Regions from separate parts of the Solanum lycopersicum genome. Here region 1 is linked to region 2. A link is a contact called in public HiChIP or PLAC-seq data. All regions are on one chromosome and are shown on one strand. The core of a region is the stretch at or near the end of the contact, and the rest is flanking DNA. Distances in the headings are between cores, read along the strand shown.

The links. HiChIP or PLAC-seq counts read pairs in DNA pulled down with a chosen protein or histone mark.
Region 1: a contact with region 2 is called in an RNA polymerase II HiChIP or PLAC-seq map of leaf, with 5 times the contacts expected there. The contact joins the promoter of LOC101257101 here to the promoter of LOC138338374 in region 2. A contact is called at or near these places in 2 of 8 Hi-C or Micro-C datasets (both in leaf) and 1 of 1 datasets of contacts at active chromatin or transcription factors (leaf).

Annotation. Positions count from the first base shown.
Region 1 is chr9:13,202,788-13,208,274 of SLM_r2.1, forward strand. LOC101257101 (expansin-A10-like) reads left to right here and starts at 3,082. Exons shown (of 3, transcript XM_004246227.5): 1 at 3,082-3,491; 2 at 3,569-3,887; 3 at 4,649-5,225. The coding sequence starts at 3,347. The coding sequence ends at 4,952.
Region 2 is chr9:13,066,616-13,072,652 of SLM_r2.1, forward strand. It overlaps LOC138338374, which reads left to right and starts at 2,357. Exons shown (of 1, transcript XM_069289330.1): 1 at 2,357-2,986. The coding sequence starts at 2,357. The coding sequence ends at 2,986.

The DNA.
Region 1 (5,487 bases), core at 1,832-4,331, 140 kb after region 2:
TCAATGATCTGAAGCTTGTGAGAAAATTTTTCAGGAATTGAAAAATAGGTTGACTACTGCCTCAATATTGACCTTACCAGAAGGTTCTCAACGTTTTGTCGTATATTGTAATCCGTCTAGAGTTGGTTTGGCAAAATCATAGCTTATGTCTTTAGACAATTAAAAGTTCTTAAGTCTTCATTGTTGCATATCAACGTATTAACATGAGTTATGAGCGCAAAATAGCCATTGAGGACACTAAACCATTGAATAGTAAGTCCTAAATGAGTTGAAATTCCTAATTCATGAGAGAGAAAATAGGAAAGATGGATAATTGAAAAATATGATGCCTAATATTAAGCGTAAAAATACACTAATCGAAAGATATACTTTTAAATTGAAAAATAGTTATTAAATTGATATTATAGCAGTGAATTACAGATTTATTAAACTTGAAAGATATACTTTTAAATTAAAAAATAGCTATTAAATAGATATTATAACAGTGAATTATAAATTTATTAAACTATAGTCATATATAACAAATAATTACACAGCACATGTTATCTTCTTATGTAATTTTTCCTTCTTTAATTTCAATTAATACTAATTCAGGTTAAATTGGAAACAATTATTTAATTATTTCTTAACAACAAGTATTTTGAAATAATAGTTTTTAATAAACATGACAATAAGAAAAGCAGTTGTATTATTATGAAGTCATAGAATAGTGATTTTGCTGGCAATATAAAAGTTAGTAGTTGTGTTTTTGGCTCTTGACTTTGAGGATTATCATGAAACCCGAGAAATGACAGGTCAGCATTGACACGTCATTAATAGTTTGACCTAATAATGATATCTTCTTCAACATGTGACAAATCAGCCGTCCAAGAAATTGCTGCTTTTTTTGCCTCCATTTCTGTGATTCATTTTAAGCATCCCACAAATCATTACTACAACAACTACTTTATTCAACTTTAGAGGAGATCTTTATTTTCTTTTCAAAATTTTATTTAAGCATTTTCTAATAATTTTATATACTCTTTCTTGACAAAATTTTATTAACCAATTTGCTTAATTACATAATACTATAATTTTTTAAATATATATTATAGCCGCATATTAGAAGAGGAGAGAGGCGAGCGAGACTAGAAGATGTGAGTGAGATTAGGAGAGGGAGGAGAGAGGCGAGAGGCAAGAGAGGTTGGATACATGTGGTATCCATTGTTATCAGGTTATATCACGAATGTACTCGATATAATTGATTTGTATGTTGTATTCATTTTAGGAGGAAACAAATGAACAAAATTAAGAGAGGAAAGAGAGAGCATAAATACATGTTGTTTCCGTTTCATCACGAATACAACTGATGCAGAATACAAATACAAATATAATTGTCTAAATCAATTGATTTGTACCGTATATTGAATATACTTGTATCAATAGTATTAACGAACAAAATTTGTGCATGATTGACAGAATAAAAGTTTTAATAATACAGTGATACATAACACGTATATAGTTGATACATAATACAAAATATAATTGATATAAAATAACAAAAATACAATCGTCATATTTTTGTGGAATAGTTTTTGGGTTGCAATGGTTTGGGCGAGTGTGAGAGGGGGCAAGAGGGAGGGACAGAAAGAGGCGAGGGAGACAAAGGGAGAGAAGAGAGAAATTTGTTATTAAACTCTACATATAGCTACAAATTATAATGACATAATACATACCCTAAACTTCACTTCAAATTTCAATTTTTGACCTCTAACTTTCATAATGCACAAACATGCACCTTAACTATACAACTTTTAAATAAATAAACAAATGAGTCCTACATGACACAATACATGTAGGACACCACATAGAACAAAAAATGACATATAAGATGATATGTACGACATGTGTGTCTATTTGTTCAACTTTATACAAGTTTAATTGCATACTTGTGCACACCCAAAGTTACAGGACATAAATGTGATTCGAAACCAAGTTAAAGGGCATATTTATGTATTATGTCAATTATAATATTTTGAACTATAATGATTCTAAGTACGTATCACATATTTGTCTTGTCATATACTTTTCCTTCTAAAAGTTATTTGGGTTAACATTTTTTTTTCGTTTATAATATATAATTTACAGGTAACTCTCCATCCAAAATAGGATTTTAATTTTGGAATTAAGGAAAATTAACTATAAAAATACATGTGACCAGAAAATATATATATATATATATATATATATATATATATATATATATATTTTCTGGTCACATGTATATTGTCGGTAGAAAGGGGCAAATTTTGGTATCAACTTGATGATAATAAAGGCTGTAATAATGAAAATATTAAAAAGAAAAAAGAAACTGAAGACTTTTTTTGCTTTATTGTTGTGTTCATATTTTGTTTATATTGATATTTTTGTTTGTCATACAAGAATAATATTAAGGAGAATTACTCAATTAGCACGTGCAGTTTTTGGCTTAATTATTTGTTGACCAATGAGGTAATTTTTTCTAAATAAAACTTGCCAGAACACGAAGGAAAAGAGTTGAGGGTCCAACAATTATATTAAACAATGAAAATTAAAAGAAAACATAAATGCATGGTTTTTGTTATACATTATGTTAATTAAATTCAATCTCTATTGGTTAGGTTCTTGTCCAGTTCAAACTTGATAACCTTTCACTTCTAATTTAATGTATGCCTTATATGTATCCTTACTAGGAGTTCTTTGGTGTAAGATATAATGTATGATAATTTTAAAGATAAAATGTATAATCTTTTATTCTGTATTTGATTAGACATAAGACAATCATGAGATTATTTATATTTCAGCTATAGAAATAAATTATTATATGTACATGGTGAAATTAATAACATATCCTACTGTAATTTATTCGGGGAAAATTTCGATAGTAGCGAAATCAGATTTTTCAATGAGAGGTTTAAAATTTAAAAAAATAGACACATGTAGTAGTTGAAAGGGATTCGACATCTAATATATACCTAAAAATATATTTTAATCATATACACAATAATACAATTTTCTGGCGAATGGGCAACAAAAAGGTGTCATTCAAGTCTAATATAACTTGTTCTAACCGAATGAAGATGATAAAACCTCAAACAAAAAATGATAAGTTGTCAAAAGAATTCATGGGGGCCGACCCACAGGTGGAGGGGTCCTGCTAGAGTAGCTAGGGAGCAAAATAAAACGGGCTAATAAGAGTTTATTTAATAACACTATAAATAGCAATGGATTAGCCTCATTTCCTTGTACCTCAATTTCCCAACCATATTCAATCCTCCTCCAATTTAAGTAATTAACTAGTACAACACCATTCACCACCAAAATTAAAATGGCTATTGAATATCATCATTTGCCATTTCTATTCCTTGTTTTTCTTGCATGTGTACAACACTCTTATGAACTCGGAGTTTATACTGGTTGGAAGAATGCTCATGCAACATTCTACGGTGGTTCTGATGCTTCCGGCACCATGGGTATGTATATATTTATGTATAGGTAACATTTAAGGCCTCTTATTAAAATTTATTTTTGTTGTTGCATTCATGCACAGGAGGAGCATGTGGATACGGAAACTTGTACAGCCAAGGTTATGGTACAAATACTGCAGCTTTGAGCACTTCACTGTTTAATAGTGGGTTGAGTTGTGGATCTTGCTATGAACTCAAGTGCAATGTCAATGCTGACCCTCGATGGTGTCGACGTGGAACTATTACTGTCACGGCTACTAACTTTTGCCCACCAAACTATGCCCTGGCTAATAACAATGGTGGCTGGTGTAATCCTCCTCTTAGACACTTTGATTTGGCTCAGCCTGCTTTTTTAAAAATTGCTCTATATAGAGCTGGCATTGTCCCTGTCATCTATAGAAGGTATTAGTATGAAATTGTCTTTAAATTGGTAGTTACAACTTTTACACCATCAACTTCTTTTTCCATAGACCCTTTAATGTGGCAAAATTAATTCATTTTTGACTAATCTTCTTTTATTTTCTTTTTTTCTTATATTAAAACCTCTTGAGAAAAGATTTATATTATCAATTAAAAATTTTGTTCATCAATATGTGTCATTTGCATTTTTGAGAAAAAGTTTATCTATCTCATTTTTGTCAACTGATAACGGTTTCAATTTTGCAAAATTTATTTCACACGCGGTCAATTATGATTCCATCATGTCATTAGTTAATTATTTTTGTTAAAAAAGACTTAAATATGTCAACAAACTTTGAGAAAATGACTCATAATGCTATTAGTTTTAAGTTTGGTTCATCTATGTGAATTAGTTAACAACTAATGACATGGATAAGTCTTTTCTCAATCCTAAATAGCATATATGAACCAAACTTTTGGCACATGATATAGATGAATTTCTTCACAAAGTTTGATGTCATATTTGAGCGTTTTCCCTAGGAAACTAATTAAAACATGATCTTAAGCGGCAATTTTAACTATTATAACTTAATTGCCGCTAAATATACATATTTTTTAAAAAACAATTAGTCTTTTCAAATGTTACTAAAGCCTATAGTTAAACTGGATCCAATACTAATGAGCGTACAGATATTAGCGCTTTTTTTTAACGTGGTACAACACATTATGTTGTCTCTAAAGGAGATTTTGTTATGGTATGGCAGGGTCCCTTGCATGAAGAAAGGAGGAATGAGATTCACCATTAATGGTCATTCCTACTTCAACCTAGTGTTGATAACAAACGTTGGAGGTGCAGGAGACATTCGATCAGTGTCCATAAAGGGATCAAAAACAGGGTGGCAAAAGATGTCACGAAATTGGGGTCAAAATTGGCAGAGTCATTCATACCTTAATGGCCAAAGTCTTTCTTTCAAAGTAATAGCTAGTGATGGAAGGATAGTCACTACTTACAATGTTGCTCCAACTAATTGGCAATTTGGACAAACTTTTCAAGGAGGTCAATTCTAAGACAAAGTTAATTACTCCATATGTTCTAAGACATGAATTTAATTCAAGGGGTCTTCATTTTTCAAACAATATGTATGAAGTTATTTGTCACACAAAAAAAATAATTTAAGATGATAATCAAAAGTGTCTACCACTCTGTTGATTTATCGTCACACAAATATACAAGCACTTGGCAGGAATTACAACAAATGAAACAAGTTGGCATTTATTATGTAGAAGTGTGTTTATGTCATCTAATGTTAATTAATGTGAATATATTACTATTACGTCGTCCTTTTTTAGGTTTCCTATGTTTTTTTCGAGAGACAAACGATATGAATTTTGATTTAGTTTTAAGATGTATTTTTTCATTATATCGATATGAAAAATGTTGCAATTTATAATACTTTTCGTATAGTTTTTGAATATCTATAATTATTATTTTGAATTATCAAATTAATGTATTAAATTTAACTTTGAAATTTAATTATCAAATTTATTCGCGGAAAGCACAACATGACAACTAAAAAAAGCCGGGAGTTATTTTTTTTAGATT
Region 2 (6,037 bases), core at 1,107-3,606:
TGGTAGTGAGTGGGGTAAGCAAAATTTTTTTTCTTCTGAAAACCAATTTATATTTCGTTGAAGGGGCTAGAAGGGGGGAGGTGGATTAGTGGGTTTGGAGTGATAATAAGAAAATTTATTTTCATCACTACAAAAGATAAGTCATTTTAAATATTTTATCTAATTTTATTTAATTCATTTTTAATCAGCTTATATTCAACTGGTTTGCCACTCCTAATATGATCTCAACTAAATCGATTAGGGTGTGAGGAAGGTGGAAGAGATAAACAAATAAAAAATTGAGAGGCATACATTTGTGAAGAAGTACAATTTAGAAGAATGTTTTTGCACTATTTTAAAATAGCTTGTAATCTAATAATTATACTAATATTGCTTACTTAATTATGTAGTTTTTCTCTAATATAAGAGACATCCGGATCTCACTTTAACTAAAAAATAATTATTATCTTTTTAAAAACAATCTCCCCACCCCCCCTCCAAAAAAAATCATGCTGAGGGGATTCGTGAGGAGAGATTAAAAATTATCTCAAAATATTAGTTACATGTATTTATTGTTATTTATATATTTTTGTCCGGCTGAAATTATTTTATTAGGAAAAATACGTTAAACTGGTTATGAATTTGTTCTAAAAAATCAGTTACACATTTAATCTATTATAGAAACCTACTACAAACCTAATCTTGTTGATACTGATATTAATACCCCTAAACTTTTTCTCCTTTAAAGTGTGAATAAAACAAATTATGTTAAAATGACGAATTTCAACGCGTAACACCTTTTTATTGGTAATTAATAAATAAGGATTATAATTTCTAAAATATTAATTATTTCAATTTATTTTCTTATATATCTTTTAAATGGTGGCTATCATTTTCTTTATAACTTTTAATCTTTTTCTTCTTCTAAGTTCTTCTTCTTCAACAATTCACGGTCAATTTTCACCACTCACCATTGATTTCACTTTCCCGTGAAAGCATATTAGCACTCTACCCTTAAAGTATAACTCTAAAAAGAAATAGAAAGGAGTGGTGATTTAAGATGATGACTTTTATTGAAAAGTTAATAATGTTAAATTTGACAAGATTCAAAAATGGACAATGAAAAGATATGGTAGTTAAGAGGATAATTCTTCATTGGTAGAAAAATCAAAGATAGCACCTTTTGTAAGTGAAATTTAGGTGAACAATAAATTGGTTTCACAAGGTAAATCTTGACACTTTGACATATTGTGATGTCATGGATGACATCATTAGAAAGAATTCACTGCTACAAATAGGTAGCTCCTAATTCATTTGTAACACACTTCTCACTTGCCTTCTCATCTCATAATGTATTTATTCTTCTTTCTCTCTTGTAGTATTTCACTTGTACTCTTTTAGAGTGAAATAAATATTGGTTGGTTGTGTCCGAGAAATAGGCAAAAGAAAAAAACATTCGCCAAACCTCGTTAATTCTTGATATTCTTTTTATTGTTGTCTCATTTGTTATTTATTAGCTACCTTTAGATATTGTAGTTGTGATTCTATCACTCTTTATATATTCGACTTCTGTAACAATTGGTATCAGAGCCTAGGTATTATCTTAGTATGCTCTGTGGTTGCAGCATAATCTGAACTTCCACATCAAAAAAAGATTTACTTTGATCTTTGCATTGTTAGCTAGTAAATAGTATTTGTAGTAAAATGTGAGACAAGAAAAATGACGAGTCCACATCGAGTGTCAATAATACGTCATCATTGGTATCTTCAATTATGAAAAGAACTGTGTCAAATGCAAAATTTGCAGCTGAAATTTAATGGTCAGGAGATTTCGGAATGTGGCAAGGGGTTCAACAAGGGCTAGATATTGACATTGAAGAAAAGAAACCACATGGTGTAGCAGAAGAAGATTGGAATTTTATCAACCGTGTTGCTTGAGATACCATTCGATCTTACCTCGCAAGAGAACAAAAGTACCCATACACGAAGGAACATCTGCAAATAAATTATTGAATTAATTGGAGGACAAATTCTTGAAGAAAAACAGTCAAAATCAACTTTACATGAAAAGAAGACTGTTACGTGTCACTTATGTTCTTGGTAGCACAATGTTAATCATATCACCAACATTAATAAGTTAGCGACAGATTTGCGGAATATGAACGTGACTTTTATGGATGGAGATATGGCCTTAATGTTTTTAAGTTTTCTTCTCGATGAGTTCGAGCATCTTAAAACGACTCTACTACATGGAAATGATGAAGTATCTCTCAAAGAAATTTGTTCTGACTTATATAGTTATGAACAAAGAAAGAGAGAAAAATAAAAAGGCGAAGAAGTAGAGTCATTGATTGCGAGAGGTCATTCTCAAAATCATATGAGAACGAATAAAGGGAGATCCAAGTCAAGATCCAGACTCAGCAAAGATGAATGTGCCTTTTTCCGAGAAAAAGGACACTGGAAGAAAGACTATCCAAAGTTGAATAGCAAAGCAAAACCAAATAATGGAAAGGATGTCATGGATTCAAATGTGGCTGATTGTGATAACTCCGATTACTCACTAGTTACAACAGATGCATCTAAATCATCTGATGTATGGTTGATGGACTCATTTTGTATTTATCATATGTGTCCCAATAGGGACTGGTTTGTTGATTTACAAGAAGGAGAATGTGAAATTATTCACACTACAAACAATAATCCTCTTATCGCATATGGTGTTGGTTCAATCCGATTAAGGAACCATGATGGATTAAGTAGAACAATAACAAATGTTCAATTTGTACCAGATTTGAAGAAAAATCTCAATTATGTTGGACACCTAGAGTCAAAGGGGTTCAAAGTAATTGTAGATAATGGCGTGATGAGAATATGCTCTGGCACACTGGTGGTAATGAAGGCAATTCAAAGAAATAATAACATATACCACTATCGAGGTAGTACAATTATTGGGACAACGGCAACAACATCCAATATTGAGAAGGAGGCAGATATGACCAAGCTGTGACATATGCGCTTGGGACATGCTGGAGGAAAATCCTTGAAAACTTTATCAGATCAAGGATTGATAAAAGGAGTGAAAACTTGCAACTTGGAGTTTTGCGAGAATTGTGTCAAGAAAAAGCCAACAAGGGTTAAATTTGGAACATCTATTCATAATACTAAAGGTATTTAGGATTATATTCATTAGGATGTTTGCGGTGCTTCAAAAACACCTTCATTAGTTGGAAAACACTATTTTGTAACCTTTGCTGATGACTTTGCTCAAAGATTGTGGGTATATACGATGTAAACAAAAGATGAAGTATTGAGAATTTTTCTCAAATGGAAGGCGATGATAGAAACTCAAAGTGGCAGAAAGATCAAGTATCTTCGCACATACAATGATTGAGAATACAAGAATGATTTTTTCAGAAAATTTGTGATGAAAATGTCATCATCAGATATTTCACCGTCAAAAATACACCACAACAGAATGGATGGCAGAATGCATGAACCACACTTTGATGGAGAAGGTTCGGTGTATGTTGTCCAATGCTGGCTTGGACAAAGAATTTTGGGCTGAGGCAATAACATATGTATGCCACCTTATTAATCGTCTACCATCTGCTGCTATTGGTGAGAAGACACCATTTAAAAAATGGTAAGAAAAATTTGTTGAAGATTATGGTTCTTTAAATGTATTTGGCTCTATTGCATATTATCATGTAAGAGAATCAAAATTAGACCCAAGAGTAAAGAAAGCTTTATTTATTGGAATTACTTCTGGAGTCAAAGGATACCGTTTATGGTGCCCAGAGACAAGAAAAGTTATTTTTAAGCAGGTATATTACCTTTGATGAATTTGCCTTGACAAATAAGGTAACACTTGAAGAAGCCAAACAAATTGATGGTGCTTCAAAGCAGGTGGAGTTTGAGGGAAAGATAAATTTCCCAACACAGGGATCAAACGAGGAAACAACAAAAGATTTTCCTCTTGAATGAGAGCCAGTCAAAGAGGAGGTTTCTTCTCAAGAAACTCAACTACAACATGAATCAATAGTAATCGACAATCCAAAAAGGGCAATAAAAAAACCTGTTAGAATCATAGATATGGTGGCTTGTGCGAACTCTATTGCAGCTGATTACATTCCGACCACTTATAAAGACGTAGCCCAAAGTTCACAAGAAAATAAGTGGAGGAAGGCCATGGATGAAGTTATGCAGTCGTTTCATCAGAATCATATATGGAGATTGATTAATCTCCAAGAGGGAAAAAAAGCAATTGGGTATTTGCAAAGAAAGAAGATTTCCTAACCAAGAAGATGTTCGCTACAAAGTAAGATTGGTAACAAAGGATATTCTCAAAAGGAGGGAATAGATTATAATGAGGTATATTCTCAAGTTATGAAATATTCCTCCATTAGAGTTTTGTTGGATTTAGTAGCACATTTGAATTTGGAACTAGTTTAGTTCGATGTAAAAATTGCATTTTTATTGGAGACTTGAAAGAGGAAATCTACATGACTCAGCTAGAAGGATTCAAAGTTGATGGAAAAGAAAATATGGTGTGCAAACTTGAAAAATCATTGTACAGATTGAAACAATCTTCTAGAAAATGGTACAAACTATTTCACAAGTTTATGTTGTAGCAAAGGCAGGGGTGCGCAATAACCGAACCGACCAATAAACCAAACCGATAAAATGTTATTGGGTTATTGGGTTTTTAATGTGTTAAAAAAAATTATTATTGGGTCATTGGGTCGGTTTCGGTTTTTCCTATTGGGTTATTGGGTAAACCGATAACCCAATAAGACTATAGTTATTTACTACTTTACCCTTCCTCATTATTAAATATACATAATTTAATACATAAATAGATTCAATATTAGCTTTTCAGGCTATGTGATTTTTTTGTTAGGAAATTGGTGAGAACTTTGTTGATTATCTGGTGGATCAAGCAACTGTTCAAGATTTTCTCATTGAAATATTTTATTTTAGTTTTAATTCTAGTTCGTAATTGTAGGCGTTAGCTTTTGCAAGTTTGTGAATGTTAGTAATTTGATCAACATTCAAAGTTTTCTATTATATTTTGGTGGTAAGTTGGTCACATGTAATTATAACATACGTACTATTATATATTATTTGATCGACATTTTCTTATTGGGTTAATCGAAACCGAACCGATTTCATCAAAAACCGATAAACTGATAAAAAATTTCTTATTGATTTGTTATTGGGTTAACATATTTTAAAACCAAAAATCGATAAACCGAACCGATTATATGTAAAACCAAACCGAATCGACCGATGCACACCCCTAAGCAAAGGTATATAAGAAGCAAATATGATAATTGTGTGTATTTGCGCAAGCTTGAAGATAATTCCTTTATATATCTTTTCTGATATGTTGATGATATGTTGATAGCTTCTAAAAGTCAAGAGGAAATTGAGAAGCTAAAGATTCAACTAAGAATGGAGTTGGAGATGAAGGATTTGGGTGAGGCAAAGAAGATTCTTGCGATGGATATAAAAAGAGATAGACATTCAAAGAAACTTTTTAATCTTAGAAAGAATATTTGAAAAAGAGTACTAAACCGATTTGGTATTAATGGAAAAACAAAGTCGGTTAGCACTCCGCTTGCTCCTCATTTGAAGCTTAGTGATGCTATGTCACCTACGAATGAAGCTGAACGAGAATATATGTCAAGATTACCATACGTGAATGCTATTGGTAGCTTAATGTACAGAAACATTTGCATAAGGCCAGATATTTCACACGATGTTAAAGTTATAAGCAGGTACATGCACAATCCTAGAAAGGATCATTGGCAGGCTGTAAAAGGAATTCTACAGTATATTCATAATACTGTAGACGTTGGTTTGATTTTCTAGTAGAAAGATAGTCAATATATTGTTGGATATTGTGACTCAGATTATGCAGGTGATGTAGACAAACCAAGATCAACCGGTGGTTATGTTTTCACTATTGCAAAAATACACCAGTTAGTTGGAAGTCTACTTTGCAATCAACAGTTGCTTTGTCTACCACTGAGGCAGAGTACATGACAATTATAGA